2 separate regions of the Sus scrofa genome follow, and region 1 is linked to region 2. The links are chromatin contacts, called in public Hi-C maps. All regions are on one chromosome and are shown on one strand. Each heading gives the region's core, a stretch centred on a gene start, on an enhancer-like site or on the middle of the called end of the contact. The rest is flanking DNA. Distances are from core to core; before and after follow the strand shown.

Region 1 (7,443 bases), core at 166-2,665, 46 kb before region 2:
AGGTGTGGTGTGGGGAAGCCAGTCGCTCTTTGTGGAATGCCCCAGAATTGCCTACGCCTCTGGCCTGCATTTTGGAGACCTACCCGGGCCGCGGGCAATCTCCTGGGATGGGGCAAAGGAGGTCCCCAAGGCAAAGGCACTCAAACTGCTGGGACAGCCCCCTTGGGATGCGCGTGGTACTCCGAAGGCCTCAGCAAAGGCTTCGCCTCTCCGCACTTTCCCGAGCTCCCCAGCTAACAGGGATGTTATATGGAAGAAGGCTGCTCGGGGTCCGGCCTCGGTGAACGGCTTCTCGGGAGACAGCCTCAGCCCGGACCGGCCGCGCGTCGCGAGGGCGGAGACACATCCCAGACCGTCCCCACCGCCCGCAGCTGCGGGCGCCGCGGCGGGAACAAAGGCAGCACGTGTCTGGGCGGGGCGGCGGGCGGGGTCGGACGTCGGGCCCGCCCCTCCGGAGCTCCCCACCCGCCCGAGCTCGGGTGCGCCGGGCGCCCGCGACTCTCACGCGGCGGGGCTGCTGCTGGCGCGGCCGCACTGAGCGGGCGGCGAGCCGTACGGGAGGGGGCGGCCCCGCAGGGCGGGGCGGTGCCGCGAGTACCCGCCGCCGGAGTCGGGGTCCTGGATGGGGCTCGGCGAGTAGAGGCTCCTGGGGCTCGTGTCCGCGTCGCTGCCCGTACCGCGCGCGGCTTGAGCTGAGCACGGCGGCGGCCCCCGCTCGCGGGCGAGACCAGGCCCAGCTCGGCCGGCGCGTTGGCCGCGCGCGCTCCCGAGAGCAGTCGCTGAGGTGCGCGCCGGAGCGGGCGCGGGCGCGGCGGCGGCGAAGGCGGCCGAGCGGGGGGCGGGGCCGCAGCGCCTGCAGAACCTTGGACAGAAGCTCCGGAGCCGCCGCCGCCGCCGCCGCCGGGCGCGAGCCCCGCCGAGCCCCGCCGAGCGCCGGGATCGCGGCGCGCATTGCGGAGGGCGCGGAGCGCCGGAGCCGCCTGCCTGGTAAGCCTACGCCTGGGGCCGCCCGCTGCTCCCGGGGAGCCGGGCCGGGGTCGCGGCCGCGCGCGGTGTCCAGGCAATGTCCCCGGCCGCCTCTGCCGGCGCCCAGGCCCCGGCGCTGCCATCCGGACCTCGGCGGGAGCGGGTGCCGGTGCCGCAGTGGAGCGGCCAGGCTGCGGCGCGGGGGCGCGGGCGGGGCCGTGTCGGCCGGGGAAGGCCCGGGCGCGGGTCTGGGGCGGAGGAGCGCGGCGCGAGCCCCGCCTGGCGCTGAGAACCATCTTGTTTTCCACACAGATCCGAAGGGGCGGCACGCGACCCCAGGAGCGCCCCCGCCACCCCCGGGCCGCCGCGGGCTCGGTGAGCCCTTTGCTCCCTCTGGCCGGCAGGCTGGGCGCGCAGGGGCGCGGGTCCCCGCCCGGCGCGCAGCGGCACCATGGGCACGGTGTTGTCCCTGTCCCCCAGCTACCGGAAGGCCACGCTATTTGAGGATGGCGGGGCCACGGTGGGCCACTACACGGCCGTGCAGAACAGCAAGAACGCCAAGGACAAGAACCTGAAGCGGCATTCCATCATTTCCGTGCTGCCGTGGAAGAGGATCGTGGCCGTGTCGGCCAAGAAGAAGAACTCCAAGAAGGTGCAGCCCAACAGCAGCTACCAGAACAACATCACGCATCTCAACAATGAGAACCTGAAGAAGTCGCTGTCGTGCGCCAACCTGTCCACGTTCGCCCAGCCCCCACCGGCCCAGCCGCCCGCACCCCCTGCCAGCCAGCTCTCGGGCTCCCAGACCGGGGTCTCCTCCTCCGTCAAGAAGGCCCCGCACCCTGCCGTCACCTCCGCAGGGACGCCCAAACGGGTCATTGTCCAGGCGTCCACGAGCGAGCTGCTGCGCTGCCTGGGCGAGTTTCTCTGTCGCCGGTGCTACCGCCTGAAGCACCTGTCCCCCACGGACCCTGTGCTCTGGCTGCGCAGCGTGGACCGCTCGCTGCTCCTGCAGGGCTGGCAGGACCAGGGCTTCATCACGCCGGCCAACGTGGTCTTCCTCTACATGCTGTGCAGGGATGTCATCTCCTCCGAGGTGGGCTCCGACCACGAGCTCCAGGCTGTCCTGCTGACCTGCCTGTACCTTTCCTACTCCTACATGGGCAACGAGATCTCCTACCCGCTCAAGCCCTTCCTGGTGGAGAGCTGCAAGGAGGCCTTTTGGGACCGCTGCCTCTCGGTCATCAACCTCATGAGCTCCAAGATGCTGCAGATCAACGCCGACCCCCACTACTTCACACAGGTGTTCTCCGACCTGAAGAACGAGAGTGGCCCGGAGGACAAGAAGCGCCTCCTCCTCGGGCTGGACCGGTGAGCCCGCTAGCCGGCACCATGGCTCAAGGATTCATTTTTAAAAATTTATTCTTAAATCAGAATTTGTGTACAGTATGTGTTTAGCAAAGCCACCGAGGGCCTCGCCCTTCCCACCTTCTCTCCTTGGGGTTTTCTTCAGCCCTGCCAAGAACTCCGGGCGCTTCTGAACTCCCGAACGTCGTGCAACACCCAGAAGATACATTCAGAGCCACCTCGGCCCCTCACGTCTCACTTCGGGGAATTCAAAGGACTGACCTGCCCCTGCTGCCGCCTGTGCCCTTGCTGGACCAAGGCAGGTGAGGCTGCCCGCTGCTCCCTGCACGACGGGAGCTGGCGGCGGGGGGGCCCCTGGCCAGGTGGCCCAGGGAGGAATTGGAGTTTCTAGTCGGAGGCTCTTTTCTGGCTCCTGTTTTGGGTCGTCCCTTCTCCCAGAGGCTTCTGGAGCCGGCCACCCCGACTGAGCTGCACGTGGGGCCGTGAGGCCAGATGCCCGTGTCCCTGAGATAATCTCTTCAGTGGAGGAAAAGCCGGCCTGGTGCAAGGATTCTGTCCTATTGTTTAACCATGCACGACCCTGGTTTGCTCTCTTTTCTTTTTTAGGGAGAAGGGCTTTCCTTTAGTGGAGACGTGGAACCCCCCCCCCCCACCTTGCCCCCTGCTCCCAGGCGTATTGGTAGTGTTGGTTAATGAGCTGGTTTGACTCATTCTTTCACTCTGGGTCCCAGCTAAAGGGGTGGGGTGAAGCCGGGGACGACTCCTTTCCCAGGTGAATCTCTCATTTGAATCATGCAGCTTAGTCACCCTGTGGCCAGACCAGGACAGCTCCAGGGGCCCACTGTCAACAGCCTGCCTTCTGGGCGGATGGGGTTGCCATGCCTGGGACGGAGCCAGTGCCCACATCAGGGCCAAGGCCTCTTGCTGGTGCACTTGACATTTGTCCTGCAGAGCTGCGGAGGGGGTCGGGGGGTGGGTGATGCCAGGGATCAGGGTGAGGTGGTCATGGTGTACGCCCCCCTCTTCCACACCCCCCCCGCCCCGCCCCCATTGATTTAAAGCTGTTTCCCATCGTTCAGTCTCTTCTGAAGACGAAGCCTGGCCCGGAAAGGCCCAGAGAGACAGCTGGATCTTGGAGACAATTACAAGCCAGAGCAGAACTCCTGATTGCCTGCTGATTCCACAACTGATCATTTGCAGCTGCTGGTTTGGGTGTCGGCCTTACCCCAGTGGCTGTAACAACACATGATGTGTACTTAATCAATTTTCTTTCTAATTCTCCCAGATTGGTGGCTTGGGACTTGGGAGAGGACCAAGAGAAGGGAGCAAGCTTTCCTCTGTGGCCCATCCCTCGGGCCTTGGGGAACAAAGACTGGTGAAGACGCTATGGAGAATTCTCTCTTCCAGTCCCAATCCCCCAGGGGGTGCTGGAACGGGGGGCCGGGGGAGGCAGAGGGCGGCAGAAGGCCGGTTTACGTAGGATTAGCTTCCAGGTGGCTGCCGATTTCAGCACAAGCACTACTGAAATTCACATAAAAAAGAGAAAGCTGTGAAATTGAGGTCCCGCTTTAAGAGGCCCGGGCCGAGCGCGCGGGCCCGCGGAGCTCCCGAGGAGGAGGGCCTGCCGGGGCCGGCGGGAGCGCATTGGCCCCAGCTGCGCCCGGGGCCCACGCCGAGCCCTTCCCGGGGCCGCCGGCCAGATAACCTGCCGCGGGGCTGCTGGCAGGACCTCGCCGCAGCGCCTCTTCTCCGCTGGAGCTGTCGCCTGGCGTGTCTGTGCAGATCCTGCTGCCATGTGTGACCCGAGGTAGGAGGCCCGTGGGGGCAGCGGGCCCTGGCGACACGCAAGGGGGAGGTTCGGGTGCGAGTCTCCGGAGCAGGGGCGCGGGTCCGTGGTCGCCTCTTCCCCGGGCTGCGCTGCGCCTGGACCTGTGCGAAGGCGCCGCCGCCGGATTCCAGTTTCGTGTGTTTCCCTCTCTCGCTCCGTATTTATTTTTTTAATTTTTGGAGGCGGTGCACATTTCAGGAGTGGTTGGGGACTAAGGAAAGAACTCTCTAGTTCCATCAAGGTGAAGCCTGGCGGGGTCTCCTCCCTCCCTTGCACTGGTCATCAGTATTGTGTAAAGGAACTGATATACTTGAGTGTGCAAGCAATGAACCCATTTGACATGCTGCTATGAAGACTACTTTTAGAACAACAGTAAAAAAAAAAAAAAAAGAAAAAAAAAAGGAAAACTTAACCTACACACAAAAAAAAAAACCCACAAAAAAAACCCCCAACCAACCAACCCTTTATTCTTTAAATTGTTGCTTTTACAGTGATATTGTGCATGCAAACCAGGAGCATTTTGTGTCTTAAGAAAAATAATCTTAGAACAGACGGCTGTGAACATTACATCCGTGCACAGAACAAGTCACAGGAATAATAGTTCAGGATTTGGTTTTTCTCTTTTTCTTGTAAATCTGAGGGGTTGATATATTCTTTCCATGCAGTTATTAGAACTTAGTTTTGTTCCAACAGTTGTTAAAACTTGCAATGAGAAGAAAATGTGCCATTTTTTTTCACTCGGAATTATTCATAGCTGTATATTTGAAACTGCTAATTACACACGTGCGATGTATGTTGGTTTTTTAGTGCAATTTCTTCTGTAGCTATTCTTTGACCAAACTGTGGGTATTGTTGATATTAATTTATATTTGTCTCATTTTGTATGTATGCCTAGCGTGTTTGTAAGTATGTGTGGTTTATAATCTGACCAGGTCATGAAGCTCAGTTTGGCTGTAATTTAATTCCCCTCCCCTTATTTTTATTTATTTTTGTACCGTGCTGATTAAATAAAATGCACTGACCATCCATTACATAGACCTTTTTTGTGGGCACATCCTTGTGGAGTAGGCTGGGGGCCCCCTTTGTCAATGATTCCTGGGCTCAGAGCTTAATTGGATTGCCTTATGGGGGAGGGGCGCGTGGGAGGCGGGCTGGGTTAGGGCTGAGGGCTTAAAGAGAGGCTGCACCTTAAGGTGATTAAGGAAGAAGCACAGGTTAAGTCAACTCCGGTTTCACGGTGGGGCGGTGGGGGAAGGGCCAGCAGGAGCTGCTCCCCTGCCTTGGCGGAGCTGGTTGACCAGGATTGCGGGCCAGGGAGGAGGATGGGGCTCAGGTGTGGCTTGGCAAGGGCCAGCTCATTGGCTCCTGCAGGGGCACCCGGCTTGGTGCTACTAAGGCTGCTGCCCCATTGTTCTGGGCCTGCCTCTGCTCATGGCCCACTGCCCGGAGGCTCCCAGGCCAGCAGGCGTGGACTGGGGTCCATGTGGCTCAGCCCTGCCAGCCTAGCTCTGTGCAGGTTTCCAAAAGGAGGAACTCCAGCCCATAATTGTGGCAAGGGTAGGGCTGTCGACCCTTTGTATGGCCAGTGGTCTGTGCCCACTCACACCACCAGCCTGCAAGGACGGGACCTGGCGTTTTGGACTCGTTCCTCTCCAGGCTCTGTGCTCCACTGGCTACAGCTGTCCCTGGGCCCCGGGAGGGGCTGTACCTGCTCAGGTCCCACCTTGGAAGCTGTCAGCCTTGTGATCGGGGACATTCGATTTCCTCAGGGCCCTTTCCTGTGGTTCAGTCAGAAGCTATCACTGTGTGTTCTGTCCCGCCAATGACCTCGCGACTGGCTGGCTTCCTCTGGCTGCAGGGCCTTTGAGTGCTGGGGCTGCCCTGTCTCCCCCAGGGGCCTTGCTTGCCTGCAGCTCCCCCACCCCGACCTGAAGGCTCGGGAGGAGGCTGACCAGCCATGGTTTGCTCAGACCCCTCCCTCGGCTATTGCCGTGGGGCTCCCAGCCCTGCCTTTAGTATACACATGCTTCGATTTCAGTAAACAAGAAAATAATGAACTTCAAGTCTAGTGTGCAGGCCTCAGAATGGTGGAGAAAAGTGTTTGGCTTTAACTTCTCCCTACAGCTTTTTTCTATTTAATTTTGATTTTTCGGCTGCTCCGTGGCACATGGAGTTCCCGGGTCAGGGATCAGATAGATCCAAGCTGTAGTTAACCACCCAAGCCGCAGCTGCGGCAACACTGGATCCTTAACCTACTTTGCAGGGCCAGGGATCGAATCTGTGTCCCAGGGCTCCCAAGACACAGCGGAAACTCATCACTAGTATTTTTGTTCGAAAGCCTCAGGTATGTCATCCTCCATTTTTACCGTATTGGGGTTTAATGCTCCCTTCTATCCTCTGAGATAACAGGTGACTTCACGGAAGCCAAAATTCCCCCGTTTTATAGTTTTCAATAAGCCGAACACCTTTAAAAATAAGATTTAATGCTTTATTGCTCTTGATGATAAATCAAAATATGCTTTAGAAATAAAGTTAATTTAATGGAAACTAGGAATATACGCACCAAACCATAAAACTGCATTTAATGAAATCAAGAAAAACCCTTCATTGCATACAATCACTTCGTCCTCCTGGTTTGCCCTGGGCACTGTGGTCACACCTGAAAGTCCTTCTTCAGTTGCCACACACTGTGACTTTTTTTAGGACATCATGGGAAAAGTGCTTGTGGACCCGGAGGTGCCGGGCTTAGGGGCCAGAGGCAGCGCGGAAAGGCAGGAGGCAGGACTCCAGACCCCGCTCCTCCTCCAGCCTCTGAAAGGCACTCAGTTGGCACGTTCTGTCTTGGTGTCTAAAACATACGTTTGCGTGGATCTAGTAAAGCAACAAGTCTGGGGAGATGGGTGGCAAGGAGGGGCCATGTTCCAGTTAAGGCGGATGGACTAGTGTCAAGGCGACTGGCAAGGCGGCGGGCGTTGCTGGACGGGGCTGGTGGCAGCGCTGCCCTGTACAGGCAGCCGACCAGGCTTGGAGGATGAGAGCGCGTTTCCGAGGCCAGGATATCACCAGGACTCTTTGTCGCGAGTTGTCCAGGGTGCGAATGCGCTCAAGCTCTGGGAAGCAGGGGGAGGGCCAGCGTGGGAAACCAGGCCGCTGGGACCACCCGGGGACCGGCCAGGTGACCTCGGCAGGCACTGGGCGAGGCACAGGAGGCGGCACTTGGTGAGTTTGGTGGGGTCGGGGATGGCAGGGGGGTGGGAGCCTGGCGGGGGAGGCAGCATCTG
Region 2 (6,824 bases), core at 2,265-4,764:
AGGTTGTGAACTGGGCAGGATCGCTTGGGTAGGTCGCGGCGGAAGTGAAACTGTCGCCCAGACCTCAGGTTTCTGACTCGGGTCCATTCATCTAGTAGCTGAGAGGAAGGGGTGGAAGGAGCAATTATCACCAATAACTTGAAAGGGCGAAATGCAAATGAAAACCAGAAAAAACGCTCCACAGGAAACTGAGAAGACTCTGAAAATCAGTCCATGTGGTCTCCGTGACAAGCTGATAGAACCCGAGGCAGCTGAGCGGCAGAGGGCTAGTTCTGCAGGGGGGACCGGCCAGGGCAAACCTGGACTGCTTCACTGCCAAGTCCTGGGGCATGGGGGCAACTCTCCAGAACTGTCTGGGCCTCAGTTTCCTCAATCATGAAATGGGGGTAACAGGAGTGTCACCCTCAATCTAGAATTTTGTGAAGGTCAAAAAACCATGATCCATGGCAAGAGCTTTCTTAGCACAAGGCCTGGAGCAAAAATACTTGATAAGTATTTGCTGATACCGTTATTATGATTACTATAGAGCTACCGGTGCCAGGGACGGTTTTGTGTTTCTTACTAGAAAAATTCAGTAAAAAATATTTATTGGTGGTTTCTCTGAATGGGAAAGCCATATCTCTTTTCTTTGGGGCTAAATGAGTCTATATAGGAGTTCCCCTCGTGGCTCAGTGTTAACAAACCCAACTAGTGTCCATGAGGATGTGGGTTCGATCCCTGGTCTTGCCCAGTGGGTTAAGGATCCAGTGTTGCCTTGAGCTGTGGTGTTGGTTGCAGATGCGGCTCAGATCCCGGGTTGCTGTGGCTGCGGTGGAGGCCGGCAGCTGTAGCTCCGATGGGACCCCTAGCCTGGGAACCTCCATATGCCCCAGGTGCGGCCCTAAAAACAAAACAACAAAAAAAGGGAGTAGACATACATGTATCTTCTAGAATTTCCCACCATAAAAAAAAAAATGCCTCCTTTCGCTTTCGTCTTTGGTGGAGCAGGCTTCCTTTCAGCGTCAAGTTACGCTTTCCTCCACTGGTGAGAAAGTCCCTCTCAGTTTCGCAACTAAAAAAAGGGCTGCTTCTTAGCAGAGTGGCACGAACTCTCCCCACGCTCCCGGGGCCAGGTGTAGGATGGAAACCAGGAGGGGATTCTTATCTCCACCTTTCATCACTTTTGTTTTCCTTGGGAAGTCACCTGGACTTGGATTTGAGCTGAGATCAGGAATTCTCAGTCTGAAAGGGTTCAGGTACCGCCGTTCGTGTTTTGCGATCTGTCAAACGGGTACCGTGGGGACCAACTGATTAATATGAATGGAGAACGAAGGGCGGGCTCGGGGGGGGGGGGTCCAGGAGCCGTCTCTTGGGTGCTGCTTCTCAGACCACTGATCCAGTGGCCCAGAGGTGAACCTCCTTTCTCTCCTCCCCTGCCCCATGTGGAGTCCTGGGGCGATCTCATTTAGAGGCCTGGCTCCTGAAGGGTTTTGCATTCCTGGTTATTTTTAGCCTCACTGAGTGGAACTGTTCAAACGCGGTGGCCACATGGCATGCAGCTGTGCAAAGCAGCTGCCGTGCTCTGATTTCTCATCCCTATTACTGGACATTTCTTGTTAGGTGATGTCTAAAATTCCCTGTATTTTTGGTTGCAGGTGATCTCAAGAGCTTTTTCACCCTGGAGTCTTAGGACATCAGATAACCTGCTCTAGGTTGGGGATGAATCCAGAACTGGAAAGGGAGACTGATTTCAGCTTTTGGGACTGCAACTGCTTTGCCCCGGAACTCTCAGGTCTGGGGCGAGGGACAGTGCGGCGGGCTCTGGTTGTGACGCTTCCTTAAGGCGCCCCCCCCCTCCAGCTTTCCAATTTGGGAAAGGGGGCCACTGTCTCGTGGGGTCTCAGGAAGAAAGCAGAGAAGATGAGGGAGCTTGCCTCCTCCACGGGACTGCAGCTAAAATGTACAAGAGGCTGTCAATTGCAAATGTACGACTCAGCTGGAGGCCGGGGAGAGCTGGGCTAGACCGCGTGCTTCCCCCTGCTGCTCCGTCTTCTCTGCCCCCATCCACGCTTACCTCCCTGTCTCTCCGTCATGCAGTGCTTAGTCTCTTGGTTCATCCACCTACACCCACCTGCCGTGACGCTTTGGCCTTTAGGCTTTTTGTACGTGCTTTTCCCACCTGCAAGGCTCTTGGTCCGTTTTCCATACTAACTTATTTGTCATTTGATTCTCAACATGAGCATCCCTTTTGGAAGTCTCTTCAAGACAGAGTTAACTGTCTCTTTGATGTGCTTAACACACTAGATGGTAATCGCCTGTTTAATAATCCAGCCTGCCCCCAATACACACACACACACACACACACACACACACACACACACACGACTGTAAGCCCCTGGGCCGTGGCACGGTCTGGTTTACTGTTTTTATTTATTTTTTTAAGATTTTTATTTTTTTCTATTTTAGTTGATTTACAATGCTCTGTTATGCTTTATGATTGTATCTCCACTTCCTGGCCCAGCACATAGTAGGTGCTCTGTATTTGCTAGATAATGTTTCAGACTCCCTAACAACGCCCTCTTTTTTACTTCCTCCTATATTCTTTATAATGTTTCTTTCTTTTCTTTCTTTCTTTTTTTTTTTTTTTTGCAGCACCCGTGGCATGAAGAAATTCCTGGGCCAGGCATCAAACCCAGCCACAGCTGCTACCCAGGCCATGGCAGTGACAATGCCTGATCCTTAATCCGCTCTGCAACCCTATATACTTTTTAGACCATCTCAAACGCCTTTTCCTCACATCAATTCTCTAAGCCTTCTATTGCCTCAGGGTATCTATTCTGATCAAGTCCTTTGTTGGTTCTGAGTTTGAAAAAAAAAAAATCTTCACTTGTGCATATAGGTATGAAAATGTGATGCTGTAGACGCCTGGACAGTGTCTGTGTCTAAGAGAAAAACATCAGAGGAAGCTGGGGCTGGGTATTTGGGAGGAGCTAGAGACTCTTCTTCTGGCTCCTGGTCATTCTCCTTCACGAAGCCGCCTTTTTTTGTGGGCTGCTGAGTCTGGACCCCTATTTTCAAGGCATAGTTCTTTCTTGACAAGGAGACAGCACAGGTTTTCAGCCAAGAAAAATCCTCCATTGATCATCTGGAACTGGTTTTCATTTCCTTTCAGGAGAATTCTTCCCACAGAGAGGACGTGTTCGGTTGCTTACTGTCCCCACAAAGGTCCCCTCTCCTCCCCACCCCTGACTTCTGCTCCGGGCAGATAGGGACCGATGCCAGGGACAGCAGCTATCGGCAGGGCCACACAAGCACCACCAGGGGCTTCTCTACGATGACTTTTCACAGGGCTCTTTTTCATCCTTTTATAATGAGTGTCTTTCCCCAGCCCTCGCCATCAAGTGGTATTTTTCTTTTTTTTAAGGTTTAAAGAAAAATGGAATAGAAAGAACAGAGAGCTCCCACGTATGTCTCACGCCACACCCCGTGGTTTCCCCCCTATGACTAACATCTTGCCTCGTGTGGTCCACTTGTTACAAGTGATGAACCAATACTGATACATGACTCTGCACTGAGGTCCACCGTTTACAAGGAACTCATTCCTTGTGTGGGCCCGTCTGTAGATTTTGCCCCCAATGTATAAAGTCAGGCATCCACCATTAGAAGAGTTTCACGGTCTGAAATATCCTCTGTGGGGTACCAGCCCCTGGCAAGCACTGACCTTTTCACCATCTACATAGCTTTGCTTCTTCCAGAATGTCACAGAGTTGGACGCATGACATTTCAGACTGGTTTCTTCTGCTTAAAAATATGGACTTGAGGGGCCTCCACGTCTTTTCAGGACTTGATAGCGCATTTCTTTTTTTTTTCTTATTTATTTATTTTACTTATTTTCTTTTCAGGGCTGCACCCTCGGCATATGGAAGTTCCCAGGCTAGGGGTCGAATTGGAGCTACAGCTGCCGGCTTATGCCACAGCGCCTGCAGCGCTGGACGCAGGCTGTGTCTGCGACCTACACCACAGCTCACGGCAACAACGAGGCCAGGGATTGAACCCGCATCCTCATGGATGCTAAGCCGGGTTCTTAACCGGCTGAGCCACAATGGGAACTCCCTAATTTTTTAAAGCATAGTGGATTCACAGTCGAGTGGTGTTTTAAGCAGCAGTATACATGGCGTTATGATGACAACACACCTCTCATGACAGCAACACAGTATTTGGCATAGGATTCAACTTTCTGCCTGAAAAAAGACCTCCGTCCAAACACAGGGCTTCAGAATGACACCAATGGCATCAGAAGCTGCACCTGGGGCTGCCAGAGCCACCCCGTAAACTGCGGAGATAACAGGCTGGCGGTGGCCACCCATGTGGGGAGGGCTCATGTGGCCGTCCGAGGGGTGTGGGCAAGATAGATGGTGACCGGGTGTCTAGTCTGTTGAGATACCGCTGGGCACTGTGGACTGGGGGCCCAGGATCTGCTTCCTGCCCTCACCGACTTGACATGGCCTCATTCTCGCGATGCCTGGCAGACAGGCAGAGGCAAGACATTCCCTGTGCCCATCCAATCTAAGCAAAAGCAAAACAACTCCAGCAGAACTGGCCTACGTGGATTTACCCAGTTTAAGGCTTGTGCCTGTCTTGCCCCATGGACCAGTGGCTTGGGGGAAGAAGGCGGTCTGATAGAGGAGCTGTTTCATGCCCTCTGCCCTCGGGAAGGCTGGCTGAAGAACACCAAGAAACCCGTGGCTACTGCAGGGAGCGGAAAGCACGCAGGTAGAAAGCACAGGGCAGTGCCTGGAAGCGGGGCTCCTGAGACTCAGGAAGATGGGGGGAAGGGAGCAAACGCTTCTGCAGAACGTGGGGTATGTGTGTGGGAATTGGGGGATGGGCAGCAGGGGAGGCTGAAGAACGGCCCCGCAAGAGAGAGTCACATCCCACTTCCTGGGACCCGCGGCTGTTACATTACACTGCAAAAGAGGACATCGCAGATGGGACCACCTGAGGCTCTTGAGATGGGGAGAGCATCCTGAGTTATCCTGGGGGAACCTGAATGCCCTCACTGGTGTCCTCATAAAAGGGAGGCTTGACAGACAGGAGCGAAGGTGATGTGATCGGGGGGCTGGGGGTGGGGGCAAAGCTTGGAGTGGCGAGGCCACAAATCGAGGGACGCCTGCAGCCCCAGAAGCTGGAGGAGGGCAAGAAGCGGCTTTTCCCTGACAGCCTCTGGACGGAGCTCAGTCCTGCCGAGCCTGTGACTTTGGGCCAGAATCACATCAGTGATGCTGATTGCGGACCACTGGCCTGAAGATCTGGGAGGAAACGGCTTTCTGTTGTTTCAGCCACCAAGGGCATGGGTATTTGTTACAGCGGCAACGAGAAACTAAGATACACGTTAGGGAGACGCGCCATTTGATGGGATTTCTGACTGTTCCAATGAGCATCAAGGGTGGGACAAATAAGAGAGAAGAACAAGCATTTCACAGTATTCTATTCACTGTGTGGAGCCAGGATCAAAATTCTGAGCCAACACACACACACACACACACACACACACACACACACACACACACTCACTCACTCACTCTCTCTCTCTCTCCTGGATTTGAATCAGCAACTACTCCCATTTGGCTTTGCAGTGTTAGGCTGTCTCTAGAGTAATTCATGGCAAATTGGAACAGGCAGCTGTGAGTTGAGAAAAAGAATTGTGAGACAGTACCCACCCCCCCGCCCCCCGCCGCCCTGCTTCGTCAGGGAGGGTCCCAGAAGGCATCACAGACTCGAGACAAGAGGGGAAGCAGAGGAAGGCGGGGAGAGGCTGCCCTTCCAGGCGGGAGCAGCCTGGAGGGTGTGAGAGGAATGTACCCCCCAGAATGAGGGAAGGGGGGAGGTTCCCTGCAGCTCTGAGAAGCCGCTGCCTCAGCAAGAACAAGGGGGAATGGAAGGCCTGACCCCCTTTCTGTTCTGCCTTATAACTTTCCCAGGGGTAAGCGTTATCCTCCTGGGTGGGTGATTTATCTTTAAAAAGAGGACTCCTGGGGCATCCAAAGGCTCGGTGCGCTGTGTAGATGCGGCCGGCACAGGTAGTGGTGGTGCTGCTCTGGGCAGTAGCATCTTTGGGCTCCTGCAGCATGTGGGGCAGCTGGTGGGGGGGAGGTGCCATTTAGATGAAGGAATGGCTTCAGGCTTAGGATGCTAGACCAGGGGGCACAGGAGATGAGAACTCCCCGAGGACAGAGAAGATCACAGTCTCCACGTGCTTCTAGAAGCTCTGCGGAGACAGGCTCCTCTCGCCGTGGAGGAGGCTGTGCTGACAGATGGACCAGTCTCCCTGTGGCTGGCCCCACAGCCTTGGGCTCCTGGCTGCATGGACAACTGAATGATAACCTCTTAAACCCTCGATTCATTACCAGTCAGTACCTCTTACTGGACAGACACACTACCTCTACACTGTTGACTCTCGGACACGTGCGCAGATCCAGTTGCACGTGGATTAGCCTCAAGAGTAAATAGTCTGAAGCCCCCTGAGGTTGGCACAACCCATGGATACAGAGGAACAAGGTATACGGACTATAAGTTAACACCCACCAGGATTTGACTGCTGGGAGGGCTGCACCCCTAACTCCTGTGATGGTCAAGGGCCAGCTGTAGATGGAACTGACCCGGTTCACCAGGGAGAAACAAATACAAAGATCCAAACTTAACAAAAACACGGGGGACAGAGAGCTTAGGGCAGTGAACTCAGGAGCAAGGAGCAGAGGAGCCGGAAGATCCATGTGCATCAAGCCCCCAGTTATGCTGCCTCCCTGCTCTTGGGCTTTAAGTCTTTTTGTCCATCTGTAAAATAG

Evidence for each region. Hi-C and Micro-C count contacts between places; a contact is called where the count stands out from the background.
Region 1: a Hi-C map of fetal liver shows a contact between it and region 2, with 1.8 times the contacts expected there. The contact joins the promoter of CDK5R1 here to the enhancer-like site in region 2. A contact is called at or near these places in 3 of 47 Hi-C or Micro-C datasets (epiblast stem cells, fetal liver and skeletal muscle) and 2 of 2 datasets of contacts at active chromatin or transcription factors (alveolar macrophages and skeletal muscle).

What each region holds. Positions count from the first base shown.
Region 1 is chr12:42,488,385-42,495,827 of Sscrofa11.1, reverse strand. It overlaps CDK5R1 (cyclin dependent kinase 5 regulatory subunit 1), which reads left to right and starts at 1,415. Exons shown (of 1, transcript NM_001101816.2): 1 at 1,415-2,436. The coding sequence starts at 1,418. The coding sequence ends at 2,341. MYO1D (unconventional myosin-Id) reads right to left here. Exons shown (of 22, transcript XM_021067447.1): 22 at 6,637-7,443.
Region 2 is chr12:42,445,576-42,452,399 of Sscrofa11.1, reverse strand. The region is part of intron 21 of MYO1D (unconventional myosin-Id); the gene reads right to left. Among named protein-coding and RNA genes, the nearest start is that of CDK5R1, 45 kb to the left of the region's middle. Within about 2 kb of position 3,514, at least 5 of the 83 cell types and tissues checked have an H3K27ac peak or open chromatin away from gene starts, as enhancers often do. A contact at or near this core is called in alveolar macrophages and fetal liver, where this site is marked.